Regions from separate parts of the Gossypium hirsutum genome. Here region 2 is linked to region 1. A link is a contact called in public Hi-C data. All regions are on one chromosome and are shown on one strand. Each heading gives the region's core, a stretch centred on a gene start, on an enhancer-like site or on the middle of the called end of the contact. The rest is flanking DNA. Distances are from core to core; before and after follow the strand shown. Region 1 holds the start of LOC107943797 (probable trehalose-phosphate phosphatase J). Region 2 holds the start of LOC107898062 (U11/U12 small nuclear ribonucleoprotein 25 kDa protein).

Region 1 (6,454 bases), core at 385-2,884:
AAAGTTGACTTTACAATTTATATAAATGACATGTACCTAGGCTTGTATATATATATAATATTGTGTTGTAAACTAAATTTAAATATTTTCGTTATGTTTTCTTTGCTAGTATTTTATAACTTTTGTTTTAATGAAATGGTAAATCATAGAAATCTAGTTTATTAGTATGTTTTGAAAAATCTAAGTGTTGGGAATTGATTTGGGAGATGATTTAAATGTTGATATATTGTGAAATCTAAATTTTGCAAGATTTTTTTTACATAAAATAGGAAAAAATGTTTTCGAAATTTTTATAAAATAATTTTACCATTATGTTTCCATTTTGATAAAGCAAGATAGAAAAGTAAGTAACTTCGACAACGGAATATGGTATTTTATATATAGATCCAACAACTGGGTCACATGGAAACTAAATTTGCAAGTTACATATACTGCATGGCCTAATAGCATCATTTAACCTAATAATTAATATTTAATTAAAAGAAAACCGGTTGCCTAGCAAAAGGAAAAAGAAAGGGTCCGAATATTCCAAAACTCCAAATATGGAATATTTATCTTAAAAGTATGCATAATTTGAGTATAATTCAGTTCACTTAGCAACATCCCTAGATAAAATAGGTAGAAGAAAGCAATGTGTTGTTTGTAGACTTGGACCGTTTACATTGATTGTTGATTACGGGATTTGACTTTGATTCTCCAATCTTTCTATTTCAGATGTATTTATCGTGAAATACCAAATTTTTTTAACTTAATTAAGAAATAAAAGAACCACAGCGAATTAAGAAAATTTTAATATAAGAATCTCTTGTACAGAATAATATGAGATTCAAAACATCTTCCAGTCAAAGGGGTTGAAGAATCAATTCCCCGTTTCTTGAATTAAACATGTGTTACTTTTGATTGTTTGATTAGATTAAACCCATGTTAGGAAATTTCTTTGTGAATCTCAAATTATTATGTTGAAATTAATCGACAATTGTTGAACAAGTTGAGTAAGCGAGGGATATATAGAATCTCGTACCGTAAATCACATCCTCGGCATGCAAGTAATGGTAATCGGCTGATGCTTCCACTTACAGAAACAAAAGAGCAGAGAAAATGAGGATAAACTATAAACAATAATTAATTAATTAAATGAGCCCCAACATTGGGCAGAGCTGGGCACTGTTCTGTCTCAATTTTCAAGACTGGACTAGATTCAGCCAATAGAAACACAGCAATAATTTTCTATTGGATCAAATTAGATATACTGACTAGCTTCATGTGAAGTTTTAAAGAAGATTTATTTATATAATAAAACTTTTGCATAGAGAACTAAAGAACAGACCTAACAAGCTAAATGATGCGATTTGGTGAGCACAGGTGGCACAAACCCATATGATGCGAGCCGTCCAAGGCTATGGTCCAAATGGCATAACTGCTAGCAGCCTGTTAAAACTGCCTTTTTACTTCACACTGCTAAGGCTAAAGACGGCTGTTTTAACAAAGGCATGGGATTTGGGCTGTGGGACCACGTGGCGGTGGAGCCCCTTAAAGCAAAAACTCAGGATATGGTCATGGAGGACGGTGGGTCCCATATTTAGGAGAGAGGCATACTTAGTTTGTTTCGTCGCTTTGTGTCTGGTTTGCTATAAAATGGGCATTCAATCCCCTTCTGTCTCTCTCACATACATTCTCTTCTCCCTATTTCTCTGCCTATTCTTCCTTTGAGTACTCTGTAGACTCCTCTGTTTCAAATCTCCTCCTCTTTACCTTCACATTAACATCTTAACACTTGGTTCTTTTTAGACACCTTAATATCCACAAATGGGTAAGTTCTTTATTGTTGTTATTCTGTATTTTGGGGACCTATTGAGAACTGTGGGCTTTTTAGTTTTTAAGGCAGCTTTTTGCTAAAAATGCTTTGTTTTGTTATAGTGAGTTTCTTAGAAGAGAGAGCAAAGAATATAGGTGGTGGTGGTCAAAATATAATGACTGATGCAAAATCTGTCCTCAACATGTCAATCACAGTGACGGTATCAGCTCAAAAGCCGCCAGCACCCCATGGTTATATCTCCATTTCAACAAAGAGGTTGCTTCACAACCTTGAAATCAATGCTGGGGCAAGAGCCAGTGTATGGGTTGATTCCATGAGAGCTTCTTCACCAACTCATATAAAATCCACACCTGATGATCAAGGTGCCTGGAATGTAAGTTCTAAAGCTATTTCAACCCTTCAATAAAAATGGGTTTGCTCTTTCTTCAACACAATAAAGATTCTGATTTGTTTTGTAGCTACACCATCCATCTGCCCTGGAGATGTTTGAGCAGATAATAGATGCGTCGAAAGGGAAACAAATAATAATGTTTCTGGACTACGATGGCACACTTTCACCAATTGTTGAGGATCCAGATCGAGCTTTCATGTCCAACAAGGTTGCCTATTTGTCTTATATAAAACTATGGTTAACCTTTGTATAACCCTTTTGGGTATTTTCATCAATACTTACTTTTTCATGCTTATGTACACCAGATGAGAAAGACAGTGAGAAAGCTAGCAAAGTGTTTTCCTACTGCTATAGTGAGTGGCAGATGCAGAGACAAGGTACATTTCCAGGCCACAAATTTTATTCTAAAAAAAAAAATACCAACTTTTTTCCCCCGAACTTAAATATATTTTTTTCATTGTTTTTGCAAATTGTAGGTGTATAAATTTGTGAAATTAGCTGAACTGTACTACGCTGGAAGTCATGGCATGGACATTAAAGGGCCAGAGAAACGTTCCAAAACTGACAAAGTGACAGAACATGTTCTTTTCCAACCAGCAAGTGAATTTCTTCCCATGATTGACGAGGTTTACAAACAATTGGTTGAGACCACCAAATCAACTCCAGGAGCTAAGGTGGAGAACAACAAGTTCTGTCTCTCTGTACACTTCCGTTGTGTTGATGAAAAGGTAATAAAAAAAAGCCAAATTACAATTATTAACTTAGAATTATTCCGACTATTTTATTGGCACTTGACCCTTTGCTTCAAAACAACAGAAATGGAGTGGACTGGCACAACAGGTTAAGTCAGTTTTAAAGGAGTACCCCAAGCTACGACTAACTCAAGGCAGAAAGGTTCTTGAAATCCGTCCTACTATTAAATGGGACAAAGGGAAAGCCCTTGAATTTTTATTAGAATCTCTTGGTAAGTTGTTTTCTTTTTTTTTTCTTTTTTTTAATATAAATAATATTTGATGCATTGAGGGGATGATGTGTACTAACAGTTATTATAAACATCTTTTTATAGGATTCGCAAACTGTACTGATGTTTTCCCTGTCTATATTGGAGATGATCGCACAGATGAAGATGCATTTAAGGTATCCAATGCTCAAAATTAAGGACAAGGCATGTCTTTGCTTTATTAAACTTGTAGATCTTGTGCTAACAGTGGTGTTTTTTTCCCCATTGTTATTAGATATTGAGAGACAGAGGACAAGGTTTCGGAATTCTTGTCTCAAAGTACCCCAAAGACACCAATGCATCATATTCTTTACAAGAACCAGATGAGGTAAGTTCCAAAACTAGCACAAACAAGTATTATTTTATTTTTGTTTTGGTAACTTATCATAATCTTTCCTTTCTTGCAGGTTATGGATTTTTTACGGCGTCTGGTTGAATGGAAACAATTATCTATGGGAGCTTAATTCAAAATCTAAAAGTTAGGAAGATATGGAAAAACATTTGTCCACCCTAGCAAAAAGAAATATAAAGGGTTGGGACGAAATTATGTAGTAAATTCTTGTTAAGATAAAAAAAAATGAACAAGAAAAAAAAGAATATATATATATAATACATGTATTGTATCTTTAGGCTTGAAGGCCTTGCACATCTTGTAACTAGCATGGTACAAGGGTTATGACTTGTAGCTTCATAATTCGTCTATTATGCATAGAAATGTTACTCTCCTTGTTTATCTCTTTATCCCTCTTATTAACAAAAGCAAAGTTTACGTTGCTTTGGTTCTTCATTTAATTTTTTTTAATATTTATGTTGGATGTATATTCAAATATAAGTATTGAGAAATGGTTCAGCAATTATAATGCCTAGTCTAAAAAATGATGGAACATACTCATGTCTAATGTTTACTTACATTGGACGATAACACTTGAATACGAATAACATAAAAAACAAAACTATCTCATTTTCACTATATCTGTGATGAATATAAAGTTTTCTCGTGGAAGGGAATTATAATATTAAGCATATTCATTGAAAATTGATTTAAAAAGTCTGATGCGCTACTTACCACTTAAATTTCAGATACTCAGCATATGCATCTGCAAATTTAATTTTAAGTTATTGCTTTTTTTTTTGTTAACTCAAAATAAGAAGCTAAGCCTATGCTTATGCTTATGCTTTTAACTTTAATCTAATTTCTTTTTTGGGGCCAAATTTCTCAGCTATTATCCAACCTTGTCTGTGAATAAGTTCATTTTTTTTAGCTTTTTCTATAAAGAACGCTGCCTTTGTCACTTCATTAGTGGACAGGCAGTTTGGTATTTAACTGAGTGAACACTGTAAAAGGACTAACTGAGGGAGGGTGGAGAAGATTTATAGTCTTTTGAAAGTGAAAGAATTTGATAAAAAAACACGAAGTATTTGGAATATAAAACAAAAATATATAATTGTTGATACAAAGGTACAACAAGAAAGAAATAAAGAGGAGGGTGTAGTAGTGTTGATGGAGGCCATTTCACCCAATTGGGACCGAGAGTTGAAAGTTATAGAGACTAGAGGTTAAGAAAGTATGAAGACTAAGTGTTGAAGGTAAGTTGGCAGAGTATAGGCAAGTATATTCAAGAGCTAGTCCTCACTTCATCGTTTTAGGGGCTCTTTATAGGTGAGGTCCTGTGCAGAATAATATTAATGTGTTGGAGTGCTGAAGGTAAGTTGGCAAAGTATAGGCAAGTATATTCAAGAGCTGGTCCGCTCTTCATTGTTTTAGGGGCTCTTTATAGGTGAGGTCCTGTGCAAAATAATATTAATGTATTGGACTTGTAATCGAGCCATCATTGTAGGATAAGTAGGGGTGGATGTCTTCAATGGGACAAGAATATTTGTGACAAGATATACCATGTTATTCATTTTGATTAAAGGTACGGAGCAATTGAATTTACGAGAGGTTTGGTGACTAAAACGATCATATCTTTAACAAAAGGCTAAGTGACTAAAATGAGGAGTGAAACTTCTAGCAGCCTCTCAATTTGTGGCAGGTGGAGTACATCCATCAGGTGACCTCTTGATCGGCCACATGTTCTTATTTATGGAGGTATAATAATAATAATAATAAAAGCTCAAGATTAAAATCATACGTGAAACCTTTAAAAATAAATGAAAATTTAACTTATATTCATTGCCTTTGAAAATTATAGAAAATGTATGCACACAAAACTGAATAAATTATAAAATTCGTAAAGATAAAAAAGGAATATTTGAGGGTATATATAGAGTCTTGAAAGTTCTTATAGAAGGTAACAAAATGAGTGACGAGCCTCTAAATGGTTGCATTATTACCGTATCAATTCAGGATAAATAGATGCGAGTGTTATTGACCTGTAGGTTGCCACCTCTATATTCGCACCTTGCTTTCAACTCATCTCTAGGGGTTATAATTACATACATGTCTATGAAACAACCATGTTTTACGAAAAATCTCTTATTCCATCAGCATCTTTAATAAAGGGAAAGGTAAAAAAAAAAAAGGATATTCCAGCCCCTGATTTTGGACTGAAATCTAGAGTGGAATAGATTCAAAAGTGGTCTCCTAATGCTCTTCGGATTTATTTTATTACTGTCTTTTCTCTCTCTCTTTTGGTACATATAGTTTATTGTAATTATAAACGTAATGAATATTATCATATCAACAACAAATATCAATTATGCTAACATGTTAGTGATTTAATGGCAAATGCTTCGTTCCATTATGTTTGGAGTTTAAACCTTGTGTGCAAATCATAACTCATTCAAAGATTTGTACGCTTGTTTTGTTAACAACAAGAAAGATTTTCAAACACTAAATTGTTTAGGGATAAAGATAAATTTAGCCTTTTATCGTTTACATTTTTTGTCAATTTGGTTCTCAACCTTTTAAAAAGAGTAAAATTTGATCATCAATATTTTAAAAATAGTTGAATCGTTGTTTTTTAACAAAAAAATATTGACTAAAAAGTTAAACTTTTAAATATGGTAGCCCACATAACAATCCACATGTACTTTATGTTAATTTTTCTTAGTTTTTATGGATTTTTATATTTTTTTAAAATTTTGAATATTTTCATAATTTTTAAATTATTTGTTTACATGACATATAAGACAATAATGTCATGTTAGCATGAAGTACTTATAGATTGCCATGTAGGTTCCCATGCCCAAATCATTAAAAAAAAATTAATGTTTTACTTAAACATTTTCTTTAAAAAAAGTGTTA
Region 2 (5,832 bases), core at 512-3,011, 300 kb before region 1:
GTGAGCTCTTCACTTCCAAGAAAAATGTAGGGAGGTGGTGGGCTGAGATTTCCAGCCGTGATTCCTGGAAAAAGGTAGTTGATATGCAGAAGCACAGCAGTTGATACAGCCTTGCTCTGTTTGCTCGCCTTTTCCTACATGCTACTCTTATTGTTGAACTCTATGAGGGATTTGCTGTAATTCCTTCTTGTTATTGCCTTTGTTGTGTACTTTTGGAGATGATGACGTGATTAATGTATTTGGTTTTGAGAATCCGAGATATGATAAAGCTAATTTTATTAATAATTTAGTATTAGAAGAGCTTTAAAATTTATTTAAAATGTCAACTAGAAATTAATGTACTTGTACCACATTTACTCTGCTATGGAACATTGAATTTGTGGAATGAGTTGGCTCAGAAAACAGGATGCCTCAATGACTGAATGTCATCATGATTGCTTGTTCAGGCCAAGGAAGAAGCGGTGTTTTCTCCTCTTAGAATGTCTCCCAGAACCTTTTGAGACAACATAGGGTAAAAAATGTACCTGCAATACACATCATAACATCCTCGGAGAAATTCTTCATGTTTATAATTTTACATGCCGCCTGCTGCTAGACATTATAGCCCCAGTAATTGTAAATGAGAGCCAATTTTCGAGATCAATTTTAAGTTAAGATTCCTCTCAATGATATTTATAAAAACCTACTTGGGATGATGGATTCTCATAATTCATTAGCATATGAATCCTGTTCAAGTTGATATTTGCAAGGTCAATGGATGTTAAGGCTCCAGGGTGAGATCATAAGCAGGAAACGAGAAAAGAACGATTATTAAAAAAAAAAAACCATTTCCAAAAAAGTGAAGGGCCCAAATATAAGACCTGAGAATTATTTCTAACACCAAAATCCTGAAGTGCAGCGCCATCATCAAGGAGCTTCTCATTGTGGTGTGCTAGGCAGAAATTAGCCCAAACGTGCCTCCTATAACCACAAAAAAAAAAAAAACCTTCAAAAACAGAACTTTATAGTAAACGTAATTACTCTGAAGTTTTTTTTTTCTCTCTAATACATCAAAATGCCACCGAGTAATGTGAGGGTGGTTTAAGAGCATAAACAAGATGATAAACCATGAAATGTGTCGATGACCCATCTTGGATTGCTCTAACTCGATCACTTTCTTCTTGATTGCGAGCTTCAAGTCTTTCACCGTGGCTGAATTCATCACCGCAACATCTTCAAATTCCAAGGAAAGCCAATCCAAATAAGTACCGACTTCAATTTCAAACACAAATTATATGTGGCTAAAGGCCTGCCTAGCTGCGAGAGAGAGAGAGAAAGAGCATTCGAAGTGTACCGAAGGAAGTTCCATCTAATTTGAGTATAGAGATACACATGGCACTCCCCAATTCAAGGTTCATTAGGGTATCGACATCGGACAAACTGGGTTTCTTAGGGACATCGGCGAGAATTGGATCGTCAAGGAATGCGGTCAATGTTGAATGTAACGCCGCTTTCTTCACGTTTCTGCTGTTGTATCCCATCACCTTCTCTTCCTCCTTCGCCCCTGACTCCATTCATACACTATGCTGACGCTAATCGCCCAAAACCAAGCGGAAAGGATACTGGTTGCCGATATGCTTCACTGGATTTTGGAAATTCTAAGTCAAATACTTGATTCATGAGGATGGGCCAACCCAAGAGTAAGAGCTTTGGGCTAAAACTGTTTGAGCTACTAGCCTAAACCCAATACTCTGAGCACATCTAGACATTGTAAACCGCCGATTCCCAGCAGATAAGCATTATGTTCTTCCCAGCTGACAAGCACTATCCCAACGCATGCGATGGCTTAATTGAAAATTAACCATGGCTGATTTTTAGCCAAATCACCAAACTGTTTAATGATTTCAAGAGGATAATTTTGGTAAGGTAAAATTATACATTTAAAGAGCCATCATTTTAAGGACGAAAGTGAAATATTTAATGTCTTATTTTTTAAAATTTAATATATTATAAAGTTATTTAAGATTTACATTTTAATAATATATGGCACAATGATTTTTTCCCTCCAACTTTACAAAAGAGGTTATTTTAACTCTTTATGTCTCTTTCGGTTCTCCAACTTGTATTTTTGTCAAATTACTTCAAAATGAATAGAAAAAGTAAATGTTTGTACTTTTTTAAATTTGTAAAATATGAAAAAAAAGATTTTTTATACTTTTTTAGTAATTTTAATGATTTTTATTTTAAAAAATATTTATTATATTTTTTTGAATTTTTAAATTTAAAGAATTAATTAAATGTTGATGTGTCATCCATGGCAATCCACATGTATGCTACAACAGCAAAGTTAAAAAAAAAGTTAATTTTTCTATCTATTTTGGGGTGACTTGACAAAAACACAAGTTAATAATTAAAAGAGACAAAAATTAAATAAATAGCTAAATATTTTTTTTATAAAATTGAAAGACCAAATAAATTATTATGCCATAATTTATTTATATTAAATTCTATCACATTTGTGTGCTCATATTATTTTTTACATATGTTCCTGTGTTTTTTTGTATTTAAAGTATGATGAATTTATATTTTGTATATCATGTATGTTTTTTTAACATGTTTGTGTATGTTTGTCTTTATCATGTTATTCTTGTGTCTATCGTGTTTAATGTAGTTTATCATAATGATTCAATTAAAGATTAATTTGTTCTTTATTGTCATGTTTATATTTTGTCTTACTTCATCTTATATTTTCTATAATTTATCCTAGTGATTCATATTGTATTTACATTATATTTTTGTAACGACTCAAAAGTTAGTGTTGTTGAAAAGTGTAGTTTTAGAACTCTTATTACGTAAATCAAATCTGTAAACATTTTTATTAAATATTTACAGAGTTATATTAGAACTAAATTGAATTTTGGTCGAGTAATTTTGTCGAAATAATGCTTAATTAAGGTGTAAAGTCTAAATCGTAGAAGTGTCAAAAATTTAATTATTAGTGAATTATTATGTAGAACATATTTCTTTTTCCATTCTAAAATTTCGAAGCAAAGAAAAAAGGGAAGAAGACAAACGGCTTTAGGGTTCCAAGTTCAAGTTTTAATTTGTTAACGTTGACTGAAATCCTTTAAAAAAGAAAGGAAAAGACAAAGTCGTTGACGAATAGCTCGGTGTTTACGGTTTGTATTTTTATAATTTGAACTACTTATAAATTACTGCATATTGAACGTTGTTGCATGGTAAGAACTTAAGGTGAGGCATTTTGATATGATGAGTTGTTTTGGGATTGATTTGGATTGAATAAGGCTAGGGAGGACTACACTGAAATTATATGAAAAATGTATATTTTATATGAATGTGTAATTGAATGCATATAAAGATGATTGATGTTGTCATGAGTGTGGATGAATGATTTAATGATGAATATATATGTGAAATAAGATGTTGATTGATAATAAATTGAGTAATGAGTACCCTATTAACTGTTCAGATAAAGTCGAATATAGTTGGCATGTAGAAAGAGTTCAGGGTTACTTTGACTACGAGTCGATGAGGCATTGGGTGACAATTTGCATCGGTTAAACCGATAAGACACTAGGTGTCAAACTTATTGATAGCGTTGGGCGCAACTATTTGTTTCAAATTTCTTTGATGAGGCACTAGGTGTCAAACTGGTGTGTTGGTTGGATACGTGTATCCGTCCGAGTCCGAGTTGTGTTAATAGAGAGTTAAAAGATAAAAATGCAATGTTTGTGATTGAAATGATGATATTGAATAAGTCCTCAAAATCCATATGATTGGAAATAAACTATATGAGATGTAATTGTTGCTATTGAAATGGCAACTGGATATGAAATGGAAATGAAATGTGTAATGGAATATTCAATGGTGAAATGAATTGGAACAGTGATAGAAATGTTTATTGAAATTATGGATTTGGAAATTTAGGTGGAATGTACCATCTTATGAATTGAGATATCAAAAGAGATGTGAAGTAAATTTTCCATGTTTTAACATTAGTAAAATGCATTAGATTTAATCAATGAACGTATGAATTGGTACAAATGACATATTAATTGTATAATATCATTTAATTCTTTCTTGGTCATTTTAAATGTATTAAGTTATGTTTTAATGTTTGGATTATAGAAATGGCACTGAGTTATACTCAGCATATGATTTTATTTTCCGTGCGCAAATTAGGTACTTTTTGATTCGATCGTTGACTCAGCATCCAGTGGCAATCCTAGACTCAAGTGTTGGTGATGGTTTTATTTTAGTCATGTCATGTACCTAAGGTGTTGTATGGTTATGTAATATTCATGTTGGATTTATGTTGGCCCTTTTGAGAATTTTGTATAGGTTATATGTATAGATGTTGGCAATGTCATTTTGTTGAATGGTTTGGTGGTTATGCTTACAAGTTGATTTGGTAATGTGCCATGAAATAGGTATGGAAAGGTGATTGGTATGCCTAGGTTGAGTGGAAGTAATTTGGTAATATTGATGCATGTTTAAGAGGTTAAATTTTATGTTGTTTGAATGGCTAAATTGATGCATGTTTAGTTAATAGTATGAGGTGCTATTAAAGGCATATTGGAATGGTATGAATGTGATGTTTTAGTTGATTCTGAATTATTAATTGAGGTGACAATTGTGACATATTGGTTAGGCACTTAGGATAGTTGTTGTAAGTGATGTTTTGGCATAATTTTCATGCTTTTGGAATTGATTGAGATATGGTATATTTCATTGCTTGTGGCATAAGTGAATTAGGGTTAAAAAGCTTGCATTGAAAAGTATTTCCATGCATACACAACTTAAGACACGTCTTGGCACATGACCGTGTGCCATGCACAGGCATATGGTACGACTATGTAGTCTATAGGTTTTGGGTGATTTTTGGTGCACACAGCCACAGTTTGTTACACGGCCCAACGACATGGTCATGTGACATATTTTTGAATATTTACACTTTTGACCTACACGACAACAGTGAGTTACACGATTTGTTTGCACGACCGTGTGCCTCTAGCCTACATGACATCAGATTGTTACACGGCTTGCCTACACAGTCGTGTGTCCCATCCCACAGGGTCTTAGCCTTTCACACAGTCAGGGGACACGACCGTGTGACCCCTGTTTGCAATTTTTTCCTAACTTTTCATTTTTATTTCAAATTGATCATTGTTTGATACCGAGTTGATTTTAAGCTTTCGTAATGCTTGATATAAACCCAAAATTGATTGAATTACATGTTATACTTGTTCATATGTGATGAAATGATATTTGATTGAGACTTTTTATTAATAAATTGCATGTAATTGTTGTAGCATCCTATTACTCAAGTTCGACGACTAGACCGGGTAAAGGGTGTTACATTTTTTATGTGTATAAATTATTATGAACTGGTTTAAATTTTATGTGTTAATGAAAAATTAATTCTATGTAGATTTTGATACATTTGTGTATTTATGGCATGTTCGTGTAACTTTTTTTCATTTAATATTTTATTTATTTTGCATATTATTTTTGTATCAAATATTAGTTTATTGCATAGTTTGTATTTTTGTCATTCAATTTTAATTCTAAGTTTATTTATTTGAGGTTCAAATCATTACACACTATATATTTTTCATAAAGTATCTATATATTAATATAAATATCATGTTCAAAACATGCTCTAATTACTCGAAGCATAGTAAGAGGACAATCTAGTTCTTCATAAAATCTATTGACAGTGTCTTTTAATCCAGATAGTGGTCAAACCGGTTTGACTGGTTCTCGAGTCAACCATTTCAAAGCCTCATCTGGACTAGTATTTTGACCAGTTCACGATCTGACCAATCAGTC

Evidence for each region. A called contact is a pair of places that touch in the nucleus more often than the background predicts.
Region 2: a Hi-C map of hypocotyl shows a contact between it and region 1, with 5 times the contacts expected there. The contact joins the promoter of LOC107898062 here to the promoter of LOC107943797 in region 1. A contact is called at or near these places in 11 of 34 Hi-C or Micro-C datasets (callus, fibers, hypocotyl and 2 more).

What each region holds. Positions count from the first base shown.
Region 1 is chrA11:45,893,475-45,899,928 of Gossypium_hirsutum_v2.1, reverse strand. LOC107943797 (probable trehalose-phosphate phosphatase J) reads left to right here and starts at 1,634. Exons shown (of 9, transcript XM_016877599.2): 1 at 1,634-1,810; 2 at 1,918-2,189; 3 at 2,275-2,415; 4 at 2,513-2,584; 5 at 2,684-2,935; 6 at 3,024-3,171; 7 at 3,274-3,344; 8 at 3,443-3,535; 9 at 3,615-3,940. The coding sequence starts at 1,807. The coding sequence ends at 3,671.
Region 2 is chrA11:46,189,753-46,195,584 of Gossypium_hirsutum_v2.1, reverse strand. LOC107898062 (U11/U12 small nuclear ribonucleoprotein 25 kDa protein) reads right to left here and starts at 1,761. Exons shown (of 4, transcript XM_016823617.2): 1 at 1,334-1,761; 2 at 1,107-1,212; 3 at 861-960; 4 at 42-524. The coding sequence starts at 1,553. The coding sequence ends at 429. LOC107898050 (glutathione S-transferase F8, chloroplastic) reads left to right here. Exons shown (of 3, transcript XM_016823609.2): 3 at 1-252. The coding sequence ends at 104.